Linked DNA regions of Mus musculus: region 2 is linked to region 1. Evidence: chromatin contacts called from public HiChIP or PLAC-seq data. All regions are on one chromosome and are shown on one strand. Each heading gives the region's core, a stretch centred on a gene start, on an enhancer-like site or on the middle of the called end of the contact. The rest is flanking DNA. Distances are from core to core; before and after follow the strand shown. Region 1 overlaps Fam189a1 (family with sequence similarity 189, member A1). Region 2 overlaps Fam189a1 (family with sequence similarity 189, member A1).

Region 1 (5,178 bases), core at 1,653-4,152:
GGAGTCAGGGATTTCCTTGGGGACAATAAACCTTGTGATCGTGGGGACAGAAGAATACGGTGATCAAATACTCTCTTGCCTTTGTTTCCCTAAATTTAATCAACCACTAGCTCCATCATGGTTTCTAATCCACCATTTTATCTGGAGAGCCTGCTTCATTTTTTTTTTCTTTCTTTCTTAATTTTAAAGCAAGATCTCACCAAACCCCTCAAGTAGGCCTTCAGTTTGTAATTCTCCTGTTCCATCTCCCAAGGAACTGAGAGTCCTGTGGTTATCTGGCTGTGGTATTGGGCTAATATTTGTTCTATCGAGTGTACTACAGCATAGTCTCTCCTCGTCTTTAGGATAGTCAGTGTACTTGTTATTTTTCTCATCGCTGTGATGAAGAATCTGACAAAAGCAACCTGGAAGGATGGGCTTATTCAGGCTCGCAGTGTGATGGTGCCGTGCCATCACAGGGCAAGTCACTGCAGCAGAGGGGAGGGTCCCACTGCATCCACAGTCCGGAAGCAGACCGATGGATTCAGGAACAGTTAAGAAGATTGGTCTTGCTTATTTAGCTACTTCAGTGAAGAGGTGATGTGGTGGCTTGTCTATGCTTGGCCCATGGAGTGGCACTGTTAGGAGGTGTGGCCTTGTTAGAAGAAGTGTGTCACTGTGGGGGTGGGCTTTGAGACCCTCCTCCTAGCCATGTGGGAGCCAGTCTTCTCCTGTCTGCCTTTGGATCAAGATGTAGAACTTTTGACTCCTCCAGCCTCTGATCCTGTAAGCCAGGCCAAATTTTATCTACTATCCATTGATAATTTATATATTTTGAGGTTTGTTTGTTTGTTTTTTTTTTTTTGCTATGTTTCATTGGCTTAGCTTGTAAACTGATAATGAAATGATCTGCCATTCTGCTTGTGAGAGTGAGCGTGGGGATTTATTATGGTAAAATAGACATGATATAAATGCTTCATTTTTAACAATTTTTCATGTAAAAAAAGCGCCATTAAAGACATTCATACTATGTGCAAATAGCACCTACCCACTTCCAGAACTTTTTCATAATCTTATATCAAAACTTGATGGTCATGAATGACCTCAGGGTCCCCTCCTCCACCCAGTGGGAACCAGCACTCTGTCCCTGTGATTGCCAGTCTAGGTAACTTGTCTAAGTAGAGTTACAAAGTGTCTGTCCTTTAGTGGATGACATTTTTTTTTAAGTGTGTTTTTAAGATCTCATTTTTCTTTTTTATTGGTAAGGTTAATTATGGGAAGTGTTTGAATGTGATCCTATTGGCATCTCTTATATAAGAATAATTACAATTCACAATATGATTAGACATGTGGAATCATATACCTTGTTCTCTATGACTCACATCTTCATGGGGAGACAAAAATAAATGTGATTTTCAGCACTGCACAGAAGTTCAGTCAGCTGGTCTAAACACTGTTTCCAGGAGGTGGTCACTTCTTTACCCTCTTTCCCATGGTTCCTGGGCATGGGGAGGACACAGAGCATCATGGCAGGGGTGTGTGAACCCACTCGGAGCCACATAGCCCTGTGGGCAGTAGATTCGGCATGAGTTTGGCATCTGGGGCAGAAGACCAGGTTCCTGCCATGGGCATAGCTCTCCAGCTGCTCGTCAACAACCCCAGACTTCAGATCTCTCAGACAACTAAGCCTCTGCCTTTCCTCAGCCTGGAGGAACCATGAGGCCCCCATCTTTCTCTTTCTAAAATTGTCAGCTCTGGGGCTACACCATTCTCACTTGCCTGCTCGCCTGTCCTCTAAGCTGCTGCTCCCAAATCTCCTCATGTCTGTATCCAACACGGGGTGATGACAGAGCTCAGGAAACATTTGCTGAGTGGTGATCTGGACAGAATATTCATGGCCAATGCTGTGCGACAGTCCAGCAGGTGGCTGAAGCTGCCTAATTAGTTCCATGGGTCGATTGTGGGTTTTTTTTTCAGAGCTAACCATTTCCATGATCCACTTCCTTTATAGACCGCCGCTGGGGATGTCAGGAGCATAGGAGGGGCGCTCAGTGGCACATCTCGAGGAGGACCTTAATCTTGAGACTGCCTTAGTTTATCCAGAGCCTGTTAGTTTCTTCTGCAGGTTCATAGCAGCATTTACTACCAGTGCTCTCAGCTCTGAATACATCCAGTAACCAAGCCAACACCAATTACATAGCCACATCCTTCAGAAGAGCCTGTCAGTAACCAGGGAAACCCTGATTTAGCTTCATGACTCTGAATAGTAAATTAGAAAAGGACACAGCCTCAGGCTGGGGCAGTTAGACAGGTCTGGCTCTGAAAGTAAAGGGAGGCTTGACTGACGTGCACAGTGCTCCGGAGGTCTTGCTAGCCTTTGTTTCATGGTGGATTTTAGAAGTGCTAAAGTTTTTCTGGTTTTGCTTTTTGTTGTTTTTTAATGGTTTAGTATACCAACCACTGGTCAGGAGCAGTCTTGGCTTCTTTTGGCCTCATGAGAAATTTAGAGCTTGATTTCCACTGGTACCTTGTTATAATGATACCTACTTTGTTTTCTCCCCTGAGAATATGATTCTATTTTACTTTATCATCAAGTGAATTTGCCTTGTTGTGAACAAATAGATTTCACGGCAAAAGGGATGACTCAAAAGTTGATTCCAAGCTCAAAAGTTTCCTTGCAGAGGAAATACCCCCTAACAAAATAAATATAGTAACAACACAGTAACCCAGCAACAGTTCCAGGTAAGTGTTTCTCAGTATGCTGCCCAGATGGGCTATCTCCTGCTCATTGGACTGGTTCGTTCTGACCCATGGAGGGCCCCCATATCCAGCATGCTCCTGGTTCAAAGACAATGCTCTGACTCCCCTACCCCAGAAAAATCTCATGTTCCAACAGGGGGCAGTGTTAGGCAAATTGCTACCAGGAGAGAAGGACAGAAGGTGGGGAGAAGTGTGGTGGGGGAGGGGAAGGGGCGGGGAGCAGAATGTGTGTAGATAAGGGGCGTCTAAGCAGGTGGCCTGTGAATCGCGGGTCCACAGGTGTCTGGGAAAGGCCCGGGGCAAACTTGTGTGGTCTCGGAATTGAAGGGAAGGCCTTGTAGCCACCGCTGGAAAGAAGCGCTGGAGCTGAGGTGCCGGGCGTGTGCAGCTGTGACCTAGCTGAGTCTGGTCTTGGCTTCCTCACCAGGTCCTAGGTCCCCTTGTACTTTTGCGGTGCTTGTCGGGCAGCGCGCTCAGTAGGCCGCCCTCTGGTGGGTTTTCTTCTCTGTGATTCTAGGGCTGGGACACTAAGATCCTTCTGTCTCTAGCCAGCACCAGATGCATAATTAGGAGGCGTGTCTGTGACTGTCAGCCTCCCTCTCACAGCTGCTCCGGGGAGGACAACGGAGGAACTCAGAGGGTAACTCCCTTTCCGCTTTGCAACAGGAACTGGGATAAATCTGTTAGCATTCCAGGGAGCCCACATCACCCTGTGTGGTCCAGCTCACACCTGTTAGCCTGGATTTATCTGGTCTTCCAAGTTTCTGGCTGGTTGCCTGTGGCTTTGGACTTTGCTTAACTCCCGCTGGGACTTCATCCCCATCCGTCCTCTGTCAGCTGAGTGCTCTCCAGAGAGTGTCTACCTGTCGGGATCTATGGGATGTAGTGGGGTGAGAAGCTCCCCATTCAGGGTTTTGGGAGATGCTGCAGGTATAGGGTGATGTTGCCTTTCTCTCTACCTCTCCCAGACACTGCTGTATTCAGGCCTTCTGGAGAGGAGGGTGTTTAACAGGGGCCTTTTATAATTTACTTTCTAATTTTATTTTATGTGTGGGTGTTGTGTTTGTATGCATGTCTGTGCACCACATGCCTGCTTGGTGCTGGAGGAGGCCAGAAGAGGGTGTCAGATTCCCATGGATCTGGAGTTGCTTGCTGATGGTTGTAAGTCACTATGTGGGGGGCTGGGAAACGGACCAAGGACCCAGGAAGAGCATCAAGACAGTAGAACTGTCTCTCTACTCCCTTGAACGAGGCTTTAATGCTTGTTGGAATGTTTATGAGAGAGGTGGAGGTGGAGGAGGAGAGGGAGACCCCTCATTGTGTGGAGTCATGGCTCATTTTTAGACCGCATGAAACTGACATCCAGGCTCTATAACTGACACAGCCCTATATTGCGTCTGTCTCCCTGGGTCCCTCAGTGTGTCAGGGAAGGAGAGGTGTCTACTGCCAGGGCAATGTGCTTGGAGAGTGGACTTGACTTGTCAAGAGTAGAGTGAAACTCACAGTCTCTTCGAACCAGGCTAGACACAGACTCGTGACATCTGGAGGCCTCATCTTGATGGACTAGCGCTCCCACAAAGGCCTACAGGCCTGGAACTCAGCATTTTTACAAAAGAAACTCGAAATAGAAAATTATGTGGCGTTCCCATATTTTACCTCGAGCACAGTGTGGCCTTCCCAGCTCTGAGGAGTGAAAGAAACCTTAAGTTTGAATAACTGCCCCCCTAGCCCAAGGGCAACCAGTTGGCACTCTGCCCAACTTTTTTATTTAATGTGTATGCACCATTAACTTTGATCTATGACACAGAACCTAATGCCACTGGTTCTGCATCTTCAGATCTAAACACCCCCAGTTCATGAACACCCCAACAACACACAGCACTTAGGAGGCTGAGACAAGGGGATTTTCAAGTCAAGGCCAAAATGAGCTAGCTATACGAAATCCTGACTCAAAAGCAAAAAAGAAAGAAAAAAAATCCAGAAAATTCCAGAAAAAGATGAAATTCAAATGTGCTTTAGACTGAGTACTTTACAGAATCCATGTAAGTGAAGTGTGTAGGCATCGTGTTTGTTCTAAATTATAAATAACCTGGAGATTATTTAAAATCGAAAGGTGTAGATATGCAAATACTGTGCAATTTTTTTGTGTGTGTGAAGGACTTGGAGGGACTTGGGTATTCTGGGATTAGAGTTGAACATGTCCTGGAGTCCCAGAATTCCATGGGCATGGAATTATAACTGTAATCTGTAGGTGCTGTATGCACGTTTCCAGTTTTCCCAGAAATGCATTCACTTCTATGAGCCGTGCTTTCCTGTGGAAAAACCCAAAGCTTAGGAACTGTCCCACATTATTAAGCTTGAGACTAGAAAAAGACATTTAACTCATAAAAATGTTATGCTTTGTTGCACTGTGTTTTCAGACTAGGAAGGAAGAGATGC
Region 2 (5,362 bases), core at 2,310-4,809, 85 kb before region 1:
GAGTTTTTGATCTTAGCCATTCTGACTGGTGTGGAATCTCAGGGTTGTTTTGATTTGCATTTCCCTGATGATTAAGGATGTTGAACATTTTTTTTAGGTGCTTCTAAGCAATTCAGTATTCCTCAGTTGAGAATTCTTTTGTTTAGCCCTGTACCTCGTTTTTTAAATAGGGTTATTTGGTTCTCTGGAGTCTAACTTCTTGAGTTCTTTGTATATATTGGATGTTAGCCCTCTATCAGATTTAGGATTGGTAAAGATCTTTTCCCCATCTGTTGGTTGCCTTTTTGTCTTATTGGCAGTGTTCTTTGCCTTACAGAAGCTTTGCAATCTTATGAGGTTCCATTTGTCAATTCTTGATCTTATAGCACAAGCCATTGGTGTTCTGTTCAGGAAATTTCCCCCTGTGCCCATATGTTCGAGACTCTTCCCCACTTTGTCCTCTATAAGTTTCAGTGTCGCTGGTTTTATGTGGAGGTCCTTGATCCACTTGGACTTGAGCTTCGTACAAGGAGAAAAGAATGGATTGATTTGCATTCTTCTAAATGTTAACTGCCAGTTGAGCCAGCACCATTTGTTGAAAATGCTGTCTTTTTTCCACTGGATGGTTTTAGCTCCTTTGTCAAAGGTCAAGTGACCATAGGTGTGTGGGTTCATTTCTGGGTCCTCAATTCTATTCTATTGATCTATCTGTCTGTCGCTGTACCATGCAGTTTTTAAACACAATTGCTCTGTAGTACAGCTTGAGGTCAGGCATGGTGATTCCCCCAGAAGTTCTTTTATTGTTGAGAATAGTTTTTGCTATCCTCGGTTTTTTTGTTGTTCCAGATGAATTTGCAAATTGCCCTTTCTAACTCTGTGAAGAATTGAGTTGGAATTTTGATGGGGATTGCATTGAATCTGTAGATTGCTTTCGGCAAGATGGCCATTTTTACTATATCAATCCTGCCAATCCTTGAGCTTGGGAGATCTGTTCATCTTCTGAGATCTTAGAATTCTTCCTTCAGAGACTTGAAGTTCTTATCATATGGATCTTTCACCTACTTAATTAAAGTCACACCAAGCTATTTTATATTATTTGTGACTATTGTGAAGGGTCAACACTATATATTTGTATCTTCAAATGTTTCTCTCAGTAGCCATTTGTATCTATACCTAAACCTAAACATGAGGTCAGAGTGATGGCTTCTGTGACAGTCTGGGCCACAGGCTCATCCTAGCCTCCTTCCCCTGCTCTCACTTCAATAGTGAGATAGCCCTTGCCGTTTGCTGTTTATTTGCTTCATTGTTTAATTCCAGCACACATGTGGGGGGTGCTAGTTGTTAGCTGGTACCCCTGGTTGAGAGGCAGCTTTAGCAAGTAGAGGAGGGTGCTGGCACACACATACAACTTGACTCAGTTGTGCAGACTGCTCATCCTTAAGAGTTGCCAGCAGAGAGTAGACATTCGGAGGCTAGGCCAGCCACTATGAGTAAAAGTATGTGGAGAGGTGGGAGAGAAAGAGAAGCAGAATGGCTTGATCACTATGAAGAGAGGCAGAAATGGAGACCTGAGGCTGGAGAGGAACAGCCTGATGTGAGTAGCCTGAGATGCCACCTGAGGCCATGGTGAATTCCCTGCCTGTGGTGCCACTGAAGGCCATGTCTGGGTCTGTGTTGATGTCTGTGGCTCATATTACCAGCAAAGGCCATTTGGGCATCCCTGGTCTGGGCTGGTGTCTGGGTCCATGCTGATATTCAAGGGCTGCACAGAGCTGGCCCTGCTGCTTGCTGGCTATGTAACTTGGGAGAGTGGCCCTGCACCTCACCTTGGCAGCACAGTTGAGCTGGCTCTTGTGGGGTATGGGGGTATGGGTGATCTGGCCCTTAGAGCATGTGAACAAGAGAGCCAGCCCTGCTCATTAACAGCTATGGCATTGAGTGAGCTAGCTAGAGACCCGGAGACCTGACCCTGGCAGTGTTAGTACAGGAAAGCTGCTGGGCTGACCAACTCAGCTATCACCTAGGTTCAGATCCAGTGCTTTGAGTTGGCTCACCCCAACATCTACCCATCTATGAACTGCTGGAGTGCATGAGGGGCTGGTCCTGCAGCAGATCTGAAACTTGAGGATCTCCATAACTCAGGGTAACAGCAGGATATCCTAGAGGAGGGAGGATCTAGTATTGATAGAGTAGCAGAAGCCTGAGGCCTCAAACGAGACCCATGACTCATTGCTGTGAACATTTGTAAGCAGAGGAGTGTGGACAAAAGGGTATGATGTGTGACACACAGTGACAACCTGCAGCTTCCACAGTGCTTTAGTTAGGCCTTTACTGCTTTGAACAGACACCATGACCATGGCAAGTCTTATAAAAGACAACATTTAACTGGGGCTGACTTACACTTTCAGAGGTTCAGTCCATTATCATCAAGGCAGGAACATGGCAGCATCCAGGCAAGCATGGTGCAGGAGGAGCTGAGAGTTCTACATCGTCATCTGAAGGCTGCTAGCAGAAGATTGGCTCCCAGGCAGCTAGGATGAGGGTCTTAAAGCCCATGCCCACAGTGACACACCTACTCCAACAAGGCCACACCTCCTAATAGTGCTACTCCCTGGGCTGAGCAAATACAAACCATCACACACAGTGAGATTTCTGTTTGTTTTTTTTATTTTCATTTTGAATGGGAAGTTGCAAGGGTGGAGGACAGACATGAAGAGAATGGGAGATAAGTGGGATTGGGGCGCATGATGTGAAATTCAGAAAGAATACACACATAGACACACACACACACACACACACACACATGCAAATTGCTGGTATGAGCCTGTCCCCTACTTCCATGAGGCCATTTTACACATTTCTAACATAGTCCTCTTCCTCCTACACACTCATCACTCCATTCTAGGATCCTCTGTCATCTTAAATGCTTACATTTTTTGGCCAGTGTATGGATTTGCTCTTTGTGCTGTTTGGAGCATTGGCTCAAACACGTGCCTGTTGCCACATGTCCGCTGTCTCAGCATTGTAAAAGTGGCTTCCATGCACAGTTCAGCTATCCATCCCTCCCCACTGCCTGGCAAGCACTGGCTCCACTAGGCTGCAATCACTATGGCTGTAGTTTTGACTTTCCTGACTGTGAGCCATATCACTGGAATGGATAATGAGAACTGAGGTAAACAGATCAAGTGTGAGGTGAGATAAAGGATATGGGCCAGGTGTAGGCTGTTTAGCTCTAACTGTGGTACCAGGGGCTCATCTTGTCTGCCTTGGGCTTTTTGGGGGGGGGCGGGGGAGGTTGTTTTGTTTTGTTTTGTTTTTGTTGTTTGTTTCATGTGATCATCCTGGAGCTTTGCTGGTGTGGGAAGCCGTGGGGGTGGAGTGATGTAATCTGATGACAGACTTTTGTGGGACGTGCACCTGGGCTGTGGTCATCACAAATGCTTCTTAGACTTCTTTTCTCCCGGGGAAAGACCTTTTATCCAGATGGGAGAATGTGCTGGTACAGTCTGTATTCTGCAGAATAGACTAATACAGGGGCTTTTGTCTACATTCTACCAAGACCAGGCTTCCCCATGCACAGCCCAGGTGATCTTCCTGGGCTCTTAGCCAGGAGAACAGTAGGGTGTTCTTAGAGACAGGATGTCCTGAAGTCTGGGGATTCCTACAAACAGGCACTCAGCACCTTTTTACTCTTGGCCAGCCTAGGCGCAGCTCCCAGCATTTGGCAACCAGTCTTTCAAGGGCTCCAAAATCTTCTCCAGCTAAGCAGATGCTGGACTCTGGCTTCACAGGATTCAGATCTCAAAGAAGTTTGTTTTGGACTCCACTTCTCTAGAGAATCAGAGCAAAGCCACCCATCTGCAGTGTGCTCTTTTGTGCCGACCTGTAGGAACAGAGGGTGGATGTCACCATTTGCATTTTACATAGGAATCATTACTCCACATGACTCTCTCACTAGTGACTTGTGTGTCCAGAATCTGGGCATCTTTACCTCTAGTCTTGGGATGTAAGTGTCCTCTGCTGTGCTTCGGTTGACAGCAGCCATTAGCTTCAGTGGTTGGAGAATCAGGGCTCTGAACCATCAAGGATGTCATGGTTGACTCGACCTGAATTCTCTTGTATTCTTGCAAAGGAATTGGAGCTCTCCTAAGCAGCTTAGACAGAAAGTCTAGGGTGCATAACTGAGCATGGTGGAGCATGGCTGAGGGAGGAGGAGGACTGTAAATTGGAGGACAGTCTAGACAGAAAGGCCTTTTCTCAAAGCAACAACTAAACAAAACCCTAACATTCAACGCCAGGTTCCAGAACAGCTAATGCTTTATAACTGTGTCTGGCTCTCTTGTTCTCCCTCTCTCCACTGGGTCTGGTTTGAAAACACAAGAGCTTCTGGAGCTCCTAAGACTCTCTTCTCATACATCTGAAATTAAATGACAGCCTGCAGTAAACTGTCTTCTGATGCCTGTGGCAATGCCCCGGGCAGCATGGAGGTGCTCCTGGAACCTTCCCTGGGAGCTCCCCGTTCAGTGTGAGTGGGTGGCACAGATGTCAAAATAAGAACAGCCTTGCTTTTTATACCTCTGTTTTGAATAGAATAGTTATTTTAAACGGCATCCAGTCAAAATGTAGGGTTTTTATTTTTTTTTTATATGGGCCTTTAAGCAAATTGGCTTCTAGTCGCTCAGTTTTGCAGAGGAAAGGGCTGGAGCTATGTGCTTCTCGAAGAGGACATCTGGTTGCAGAAACTGGTTCCTACTTATTTGTTGCCAGTTTGCTTCTGTCTGTTGCGCTAAGCCAGAAGCTACATTATCACAATCGTCCCTATTTGTACTGCTGAGAATTTGCCAGCGATGTGTATATTATTCTATTGAAAAAATAGTAGCTCAAATCAGGACACTTCTGTGGGGTCACTGAGAGAACCAAGTTCAGGTAGACACTCAGCTATGAAGGATCTAAACTGCAAATAAAAGGGGGGACAGGGCAGACAAGATGTGGATGTTACCACAGAGCTTCAAAATTTCCTGTACCTGTACTGTCCCTGTACAGAAGCCACACTGTGACACCTTGGGAGGAGGCAGCATGTGACCTTATTTCATTCATTTGACCATTACCCCATACCTTTCTGTAGGTTTCTTTGAGACCACTAGAACAGCAAGGTATACCATGAGTTGGCCCCACAGCCATTGTACAAGCTTTCTGGGTTAATACATAAATATTATTGGCATGGACACAATCACACAATCGGGATTTTCTATGGTATATCTAATGCACTTGAGCATTTAAACAAGCCAGCAGTTATGGTACTTTTAATGGGAGATTCCTGTTCCACTTTGCATAAGTGATGAATTTAAATTTGATTGAGTCTTTGAATGCAAATCCTCAGAGA

The links. HiChIP or PLAC-seq counts read pairs in DNA pulled down with a chosen protein or histone mark.
Region 2: a contact with region 1 is called in an H3K27ac HiChIP or PLAC-seq map of neural progenitor cells, with 2.7 times the contacts expected there. The contact joins two enhancer-like sites. A contact is called at or near these places in 4 of 484 Hi-C or Micro-C datasets (cortical neurons, embryonic stem cells, granulosa cells and 1 more), 2 of 115 datasets of contacts at active chromatin or transcription factors (embryonic stem cells and neural progenitor cells) and 2 of 9 other capture datasets (adipose tissue and pancreatic islet).

Annotation. Positions count from the first base shown.
Region 1 is chr7:64,838,170-64,843,347 of GRCm38.p6, reverse strand. The region is part of intron 3 of Fam189a1 (family with sequence similarity 189, member A1); the gene reads left to right. Among named protein-coding and RNA genes, the nearest start is that of Nsmce3, 32 kb to the left of the region's middle. Within about 2 kb of position 2,902, at least 123 of the 459 cell types and tissues checked have an H3K27ac peak or open chromatin away from gene starts, as enhancers often do. A contact at or near this core is called in cortical neurons and neural progenitor cells, where this site is marked.
Region 2 is chr7:64,923,283-64,928,644 of GRCm38.p6, reverse strand. The region is part of intron 2 of Fam189a1 (family with sequence similarity 189, member A1); the gene reads left to right. Among named protein-coding and RNA genes, the nearest start is that of Nsmce3, 53 kb to the right of the region's middle. Within about 2 kb of position 3,559, at least 15 of the 459 cell types and tissues checked have an H3K27ac peak or open chromatin away from gene starts, as enhancers often do. A contact at or near this core is called in cortical neurons and neural progenitor cells, where this site is marked.